Regions from separate parts of the Pan troglodytes genome. Here region 2 is linked to region 1. Evidence: chromatin contacts called from public Hi-C data. All regions are on one chromosome and are shown on one strand. The core of a region is the stretch at or near the end of the contact, and the rest is flanking DNA. Distances in the headings are between cores, read along the strand shown.

The links. Hi-C and Micro-C count contacts between places; a contact is called where the count stands out from the background.
Region 2: a Hi-C map of a lymphoblastoid cell line shows a contact between it and region 1, with 4 times the contacts expected there. The contact joins two enhancer-like sites. A contact is called at or near these places in 5 of 7 Hi-C or Micro-C datasets (blood, induced pluripotent stem cells, a lymphoblastoid cell line and 1 more) and 1 of 1 other capture datasets (stem cell-derived neural stem cells).

The regions. Positions count from the first base shown.
Region 1 is chr12:58,394,673-58,398,888 of NHGRI_mPanTro3-v2.0_pri, forward strand. No RefSeq gene overlaps it. Among named protein-coding and RNA genes, the nearest start is that of LGALSL, 130 kb to the left of the region's middle. Within about 2 kb of position 2,284, at least 5 of the 24 cell types and tissues checked have an H3K27ac peak or open chromatin away from gene starts, as enhancers often do. A contact at or near this core is called in a lymphoblastoid cell line, where this site is marked.
Region 2 is chr12:58,674,850-58,679,614 of NHGRI_mPanTro3-v2.0_pri, forward strand. The region is part of intron 3 of LOC134807899 (a long non-coding RNA gene); the gene reads left to right. Among named protein-coding and RNA genes, the nearest start is that of VPS54, 29 kb to the right of the region's middle. Within about 2 kb of position 1,457, at least 5 of the 24 cell types and tissues checked have an H3K27ac peak or open chromatin away from gene starts, as enhancers often do. A contact at or near this core is called in a lymphoblastoid cell line, where this site is marked.

The DNA.
Region 1 (4,216 bases), core at 1,034-3,533:
ACCAAATATAGGACAAGGAAACTGGACACAGAGCTTGTGATACCGACTGTGCTGGGCGGGAGAGATTTCTCAGCTCTCCCTTCTGTTTCTTTCCCCTCTGCCCACAGACCTGGGATAAGCTGTGGACCATTCAGAGAAAGAACGGAATAGACTGGAGTAGGAGAGGAATTGGAATGTTTAGGGGGTGCTGAGAAGGCCCCTGACAGGAGAGACAGAGGGCTTGGGCAGATCAGAAACCTGGCTGTTTTCTCAGAGGCCAGAGTGCTAAATCTCCATCAGTAATAGCCCTGCGACTCGTCCAAATCCTGTCCTCTGCCACCTGATAGGACCACCCCTGGCCTTAGCTCATTTCTCCTGATATGCCCCAGCAGAGGGCAATGCCCGCTAAGCTCAGCCTGCCCAGAGCCCAAGAGGAGCCGTGTGGGCAGAGAAGGGGCCCCAGCAGGCGCTCCAGCCTCCCCGTTCTTTTCCCCAGTTTGGTTTTTGTCCCAAAGTGGGACAAAGAAAGAGGATTGAACATTGTCCTGGGTATGTTTGATCTTCTAGAAGAGCATATTGGCCTATTTCATTTAATTCAGATGAAAAGACCAGCTTGTCTTTGAGATCACACTCTAATTTCATCAGAGCTGTCATGTGAGAACAGAAGAGAAGCTACCCACAGCCTTCCTCCTTCCCTTCCCCACTCCTCCCCTCGCTCACCCCCACCCTCCCGGCCCACGGCTTCCTGAAACTGTTAGATCAACACAGAAACACCTGAAGCCCATTGACCCTCACAAGGCAAAAGCCAAAGGCTGCCAGGGCCATCTTAAGATGCCGCACGAGAACAGCAGCTCCCTGGCAGGCAGCACAGACCTGAAAGAAAATGCGTTCTCCCACTGGCCCCCAGCCTTTCAAAACTGCGTGTGCGCACGCGCCTGCTTTCTGTCATCCATTCACATCACCACTGTTAGAAACTTCCATAAATGCTCAACTGAAGCGCTTCTGTCAGAGACAAGGAGCAGAGTTGTTTCTGGAGAGCACAGCAGGTGTATGTTCCATTCGCAAATCAGATGGAAAAGACAGACAATAGCAATCTTGTCTCTGAATAAGCCCTTGCTTAAAAGTTGCCCTTAGCTAATGTGGGCACGTTGACTGTTGGATCTTGGTGCCCATGTAGGGCCTGGCACGTGGTAGGTGCTTGGTAAATATTAGCTGAGTGAATAAATGAATGACTCACTCTTCTTCAAAAACTTTCAGGAGCTTCTCAATGGTATGGAAAAATGACATGATTCTAAAATCTGGTATTGGGGATCCTGCAATCAGATGCCTGCCTGCCTTGCACGCCTGGTCCCATGTTGCCAGGCTGGAGTGCACTGGGCCGATCTCGGCTCACTGCAACCTCTGCCTCCCGGGCTCAAGCGATTCCCCTGCCTCAGCCTCCTGAGTAGCTGGGACTACAGGCACATGCCACCACACTTGGCTAATTTTTTGTATTTTAGTAGAGATGGGGTTTCACCATGTTAGCCAGGATGGTCTCGATCTCCTGACCTTGTGATCCGCCCACCTCGGCTTCCCAAAGAGCTGGGATTACAGGCATGAGCCACCATGCCTGGCCAAGACTCTGCCTTTCTAACAAGTTCCCAGACGATGCTGATGGTGCTGGCCCAGGACCACATCTTGCGCATATCACTCACCCTGCATCCCACCAGTTGGTCAAGGTCCTGCTCAGATGCTACCGTTTTTGTCAACAAAACTGGGCACACTAGCAAAAAATGCACCCCCCCGCCGCCCACTCACCTCACTGCTACACCCCTCTGTGCCTGCCAAGACACTTTGTATCTGAGCTATTTGGCTGTGTCTCCCTGACCTCAGGGGCCTAAAGTTCTCATGCCTTTCCCCGTACCCCACAGAATCTCATTTAGTGCAGCCGGGGACACGCTGCCAGCTGGGGCAGATTCCGTTCCATTCACTGGGACCTTAAAGAACTTCAGACTCCTTGATGCAGCACTCAGCCCTGGGGGTCCAAAGATGCATGACGCCCAGAGACTGCCCTTGAGATGAACATCTATTTTCTGGGTTATATTCACTGCTCACTGAGCCCACTCTGCTGTCCTTCCAGCTGCTGGCCTGGGGCATGACTGACCTGAGCAGACCACGGGATGTCCTCCCTGATCTAAACCAGTGGGAGGTTCCTCTCACTAATACACAGCTCCAAGTTCTCGGCTTGCCTTGCTGTCTTTGAGACTCAGAAGGGAGGTGTTACTTTCGGTGGTAAGCCACAATATGTAATTCACAGAGGGCATGTAAGAGGCAGGTGAAAGATGTTTTGCAGCCTGTTTAAATGTCAGTGACTAAGACCCAGGGGTGCTCTGAGAACATTCTCACTTCTCAGTTGTGGGCACCTAAAAGGTTACTGTCCACCCAGTTCTCCTGCCACGTGGACTTACGGCATCACGGCCTCACATCCTCATGGGACCAATGGCAAATTATGGAACCTCAACTCAGGCTGCTTAAGTAAAATGGGAACTCTTTGCTCACCTCTGTGGCTTGGCCCAAGGTGACTCAGAATTGAAAAAGAAGCTATAGGAATCCGGGATTTAGGAACCATGTCTGGTCTCACACATGCCAGGACTCTCTCTCTGTCTATCCCATTCTCATCTCTGCATGTCCCTGTATGTGGGCCTAACTCTCTCTTGCTGCATTCAGGAGAAGGGGTACCATGCCCACCGAGGCAGTGTGGAATGGAAGGGGGACTGTTCTCCAAAGGAGATAGGAGTGCTAGACAGACCCAAACCAGACATCCATTCCAAATGGTTAGCAAATGTTAAGTCTTTGTCACAAGTTAGGCACTCTGCTGTTTTACATATATGATCTCATTTAATCCCCAAGCTGACTCTATGAGTCAAGTATGGCATTTGCTGGTCTGACAAATAAAAAGGCATGACACAAATCATACCTCAGTCCCTTCTACCAGCTCCAGTGTTGGCTTTGGGACAGCCAGAAGATATGACCTGGATGGGAGAATGCATTTCCTTTGGAAATAAGCATATTGTCCTAGAAAGGGGGCCTAAAAGCCAATGCTTTAGCTCTGGTTGTCTCTGTATCAGTAGTTATGAGGCTAACACCATCAATGTCAAGTTGTTAATTTTGGATAATTTAGATCTCTCTATTAAACCATCATTTCTCTGTGAATCTACACCGAAGGAAGAGAAGTCTCATCAAGAAAATCAAAGGGGTTTCCTCCACTGTCTCACCCAGCCAAGACACATATCCTTTGGGATAGCATTTAAGAAGATAGATGATCCGATTAGATGAGGATAAGCCATGGGATTCTCCCTCCAGACCATCTGCCATCTGGAGATGTTTTCATGGATCCTAGGACCCTACCCAAAAAAAGGACTCCTCCTCTCCAGCTTTATTTCTGTGACCACTTCTTGCCTATATTTTCTCTAAGAAGAAATGAGAGTTGAGACTTGCTCACAACTTTACCATTAAGAGAAAATAAATCATAACAGAGCCTGGTCACCACCCGTCTGAGTGGTCCCCCGACCCACCAGGGGCGTGGCTCCTTGGCTGCTGAGATTCTCAAGGCTGAGAGCAGCCCCTCCAGTGTTCCTACCTGACTGGGGACTTCGTGCAGCCGCAGGCTCTGCCTCTTCTGCTCTCCATTACATCCTGACTCACAGCACAGTGGCTGGCACACAGCAGGTGCCCAAGAAATGTTTGTTAAACAAATGAATGATATTCCATTCTCCAGTGATAACTCAAACAACAATTGAAATCAGTTGGTGACTCCAAGCCAAGGTCACTGTGCTGAACATTATAGTTATATAGTTATATCAAATTCCTCAGAGACATCCATGGTTTTTCTCCCTGGTCAGTTCTTAGGGCTCTGTTTTTGGTTTCATCAATGCAAATGCCAACTCTTTATGTAAATATTGTCATAAATTCCTTCTCAATATTCTGCCGTGCATTTGTTCAATATAAATGTGCTGATCACAGGCTTCAAATCTGGGTCAAAGAATATTTGACTGAAGTCAGACAACCAGAGCCCCAGCTCTATGACCACTAGCAAATGCCAGTATTTACTGAGCACTTACTATGTGCCTGACACTTTATATGCATAATCTCATTTAATCCTCAAGATAATCCTATGTAAATGGTGCCGTCATCATCTTGATTTTATCCATGAGGAAAGTAGAGTTTCTAGGGTGTAAGGACCTAGCTCATTGCCACA
Region 2 (4,765 bases), core at 207-2,706, 280 kb after region 1:
CAACTTAGGAACTGAATTTTTCATTTCAATTTTAATTAATTTCAATAGTCCACCTAGTCCCTTGATTTCTGTCTGCTTCTATCCCTGTCTAATCACCCATATTTCCTTTAGGCATAAAGTAGATTCATCTATAGGGACTTCGGTCAATCTCTACTCATTTACGCTAAGTTTTGAATAATGTTTTCTACATAGCACTTTATTGATAAATGATACATACAATCCTACCATTAAGAAATCAGAAACAGACCTGGCACAGTGGCTTATACCTGTAATCCCAACACTTTGGGAGGCCGAGGCAGGTGGATCTCTTGAGGTCAGGAGTTCAAGACCAGCCTGACCAACATGGTGAAACCCCATCTCTAATAAAAATACAAAAAACTCCTATGGGCATGGTGGTGAGCGCCTGTAGTCCCAGTTACTTGGGAGGCTGAGGCACGAGAATCGCTTGAACCTGGAAGGCGAAGGTTGCAATGAGCCAAGATCATGCCACTGCACTCCAGCCTGGGTGACAGAGTGTGATCTTGTCTCAAAAAAATTAAAATTAACAAAAAATTAAAAAGACAAAAAAGAATTCAGAAACAAATTGGATGTGTTTCCAGCATCAAGCTTCTCCACCAAGTCTGCCTTTCCTTTTATTAAGCACTTTGCAAATTTGAATGCAAGTAACTGAATAACCTTAAGAAAACCATTTGGCAGATTAGTTTAAAAGGCTGCGGCCAGGTGCAGTGGTTCAAGCCTGTAGTCCCAGCACTTTGGGAGCCTGAGGTGGGCAGATCATGAGGTCAGGAGATCAAGACCATCCTGGCTAACACGGTGAAACCCCGTCTCTACTAAAAATACAAAAAATTAGCCGGGCATGGTGGTGGGCGCCTGTAGTCCCAGCTACATTGGGAGGCTGAGGCAGGAGGATGGCGTGAACCCGGGAGGTGGAGCTTGCAGCGAGCCGAGATCGCACCACGGCATTCCAGCCTGGGTGACAGAGCAAGACTCCATCTCAAAAAAAAAAAAAAAGGCTGCTTTACACATCTGGAATGGAAAGGGGGTACTTGCTATCAAATGCCCTCCTTCACAAAATACAGCAGGGTAATTGTTGATCTGCTTCAATCTGTGTCTCCCTGCTCCAATCTGTGTCTCTCTGTGGGCCCTTGCTCAGAGATGCCACGTGGTGTCTGAACTTGACCAGACTCCCTGAGGGCAGCCACCAGTTTCTTCAGAGGCAGCAGCTGTGGGATTGAGCCCCAGAAGTGAGTTTACACTCCCTTTTCCAGGGCTTAGGATCTCTGCTTCTCTTCCCTCTGTGATAAAGCCAATTTCAACTTCAGGGTCAGGTAATCACTTGACACGTCTATCAAGGAAAAGCAATAAAACCCTAAACAATTTTGCATTAGATCATACTAGCTCTGTCTTCTCTCCCAGGGAAAGGCTGCCACCTGCTGTAAAACATCAGCACTGGGCTTTTCCAAGGTCACTGAACAACCACTTCCTCCCATACAAAATTAACGAAAGCACAACCACACTTGCCTTCGCCTCTGCATGTCAAGAGTGTAAAGAGGAGGGCAAACCAGGAGGCACTGATGTAGAACAAGAGGCAAACTCATCCATATGAATGGTGCCCAGAAGGAACTGGCATAGCCATAACTCTGAATACAAGAGCAGCCTCTCTTCAGCAATTAGCAACAAGGTATCACAAATTAGCTAATTCATAGTAACCTTTAGGAAATCTCCCATGACAGCCTCATTATTTCCTCCATCCTTCTAGTTCTGTGTACCTTTATGTATTCTCCACACCCCTAGCAAGACAGGCAGGTGAAAGGATTTGAGGAGAATAAAAACTGATCATTTTCAGGACAGCATTCCTGAGCCTTGTTCCTGATTTCCTACAAAAATCCCAAGTTGCAGCCAGGCGCAGTGGCCCATGCCTGTAATCCCAGCACTTTGGGAAGCCGAGGCAGGCGGATCACCTGAGGTCAGGAGTTTGAGACAACCCTGGCCAACATGGAGAAACCCCGTCGCTACTAAAAATACAAAAATTAGCCAGGTGTGGTGGCGCATGCCTGTAGTCCCAGCTACTTGGGAGGCTGAGGCAGAATTGCTTGAACCTGGGAGGTGGAGGTTGCAGTGAGCTGAGATCGCACCATTGCACTCCAGCCTGGGCAACAAGAGCGAAACTCCATCTTAAAAATATATATATATATTCCCAGGTTGCTCCTTGGGATTTTTGCAGGAGGCCAAAAATGGGAGCAGGCCTAGCACCGTGTCTATCTCATTGCATAAAAGCTTGAATTGTTTGTTTGTTCTGTCTTTGGTGGGGACAATGTGCCCAAGAAAAGGAAGAACATTTCCCAAACTCAGAAAAAAGAAAGCAAAGGCATTTGGGACATGCCACCCCAAAATATGCTACTTTGGTATACTAATTATTTGAAGCTGAAGATACTTGAAAGACAGCAAATGCAGGGAGAGGCTTTCTCTGAACTCTCCCTTACCTGCCTGAAGACAGATCCTCCAAAATGAACTCAGTTGTCATTAATTCCCCTCTCTGGTAGGTTAATCAACCAGGAAGATTGACTATTACAACAGGACAGAAGATTAGAAGTGGACACCACTTCTATTACATCTATAATAGAATATAATAGTTTGCTACAAACGATTCCATCTCCCTAAGGGCTCATTCTTTCCCCCAAATTATTTACCCTCTCCTAAGTTGTCCGTATCCCTCTTCTTCTTTCCCCTACGAAGACAGTATAAGCTCCCAAATCTCACCACTTTTTTGGGTATTCATTTTTTTTTCTCTTGTGATGCCCCATCCATGCAATAAATTTGTATACCTTTTCTCCGGTTAATCTGCGTATTGTCAGTTTGTTTCACAGACTCAAATTTTAAACCTAGGAGGGTAGAGGAAAAGTCTTTCCCTCCCCTGTAAAAGCAAGAATGAGGTGCTAGTATAGGGCCCATCATTTTATGCCCCAGAGCCTCCTCTTCCTTCTCCATTCTCCACTCCCACCCTGAGACCATTCACCATCCATCAGCTACTGTGGTCTACCCCCCAACACAACTTTTAAGAGTAGGTTTTGCTTACCATTATCTTCCTGCAAAGGGTACTCACGACTCTAAACTCCTCTCCCTGAATTGTGCCGTTGTATCTGGGAATTTATCAAACTTCAAGAATTCCTTAGGGATTCCAATGTTGAGTAAACTCAAATATAAACAAGCTGACATTTACAACTAAATATCCAATATCCAAAAAGTTTACAATATAAGAAAAATAAGGCCAAACACCAATAACTTCTAAGCAAAAATAGCCGAAAGACAAATGCCTTGCTGCCTGGTTTTTAGCCTTGTAGAATCCGTGGCATTGTTATGGTTGATACAATTGTAAAATATCTGCAAAACATTTGCCAGCCTCTTGATGAAACTGAGTTATTTTCTTCACTGTAAACCACGGGAGAGCCCCAGATTGCCACTCCAACATCTCCTACCTGTATTCACAAACAGGAAGATGTAGGCTATGAAAGCAGGAAAGGACAAGAATATTTTAGTTGGTGTAAGAGAAGGCTTTTTAAAAGTTGCCTCAACAGCCAAAGAAATGAAATGAAGCCTTGTATTATCTGATCCTTCTACACATTTGTGTGTGTGTGTGTGTGTAGTTTTTCAAATAACTTTTTTTTTTTTTTGAGGTGGAATCTCACTCTTGTCACCCAGACTGGAGTACAATGGCGCGATCTCAGCTCACTGCAACCTCCGCCTTCCAGTTTCAAGCGATTCTCCTGCCTCAGCCTCCCGAGTAGCTGGGATTACAGCCGCCTGCCACCACACCTGGCTAATTTTTGTATTTTTAATAGAGACAGGGTTTCACCATGTTGCCCAGGCTGGTCTCGAACTCCTGACCTTGTGATCTGCCCGCCTCGGCCTCCCAAAGTGTTGGGATTACAGGCATGAGCCACGGTGCCCAGCCTCAAGTAACTTTTAAGGCAACATTTTATTTAAAATTCTGCCTCTTTAACTTTCATTTTTTTTTGCTTCTATAGTTTTTTATTTGCATTCATTTAACACACAATTTTATAATTTACACATTTTTAATGTCTTGAATTATTCCTTTGAGTTGTTATATAAAAATTTACCTAGTTGTTGAAGATTTAGTTTCCTATGTTTTTCATTTTAGTTCATACTGAAATAAATATGTTTGTGGAAAGTGCTTTTCTCCTTACTGCAAGTTAATCTATAATCCATTACAGTGAAGAGCATGTGGCAATGCTCAGCAAATATTATAATTTTGTATAATAAATTATCAAGAATGAGAATATGGGGTAAAACAAACATTGAAACAATTCTGGTGTAAAAAAAAACATCTTGATACAGATTACTAAATAGCTTTCTAAAATAATTCTACTTATTTGCTATGTCAACAGATAAGTTGTTTAACACATTATTTCCATCGATATATCTTTTTAAATCTTATTAATTAAGAAGAGATTAAGGTATGACAAGAATACTGGTTAAATCAAAGGACATAGAGAGTATGAATGAATATGGAGAGTGTGGGTCACATTTTCAATTTTTTTTTTTTTTTTTTTTTTTGAGACATAGTTTCGCTCTTGTCTCCCAGGCTAGAGTGCAATGGTGCGATCTTGGCTCACTGCAACATCCACCTCCCAGATTCAAGCAATTCTCCTGCCTCAGCCTCCCGAGTAGCTGGGATTACAGGCGCCTACCACCATGCCCAGCTAATTTTTGTATTTTTAGTAGAGACGGGTTTCGCCATGTTGGC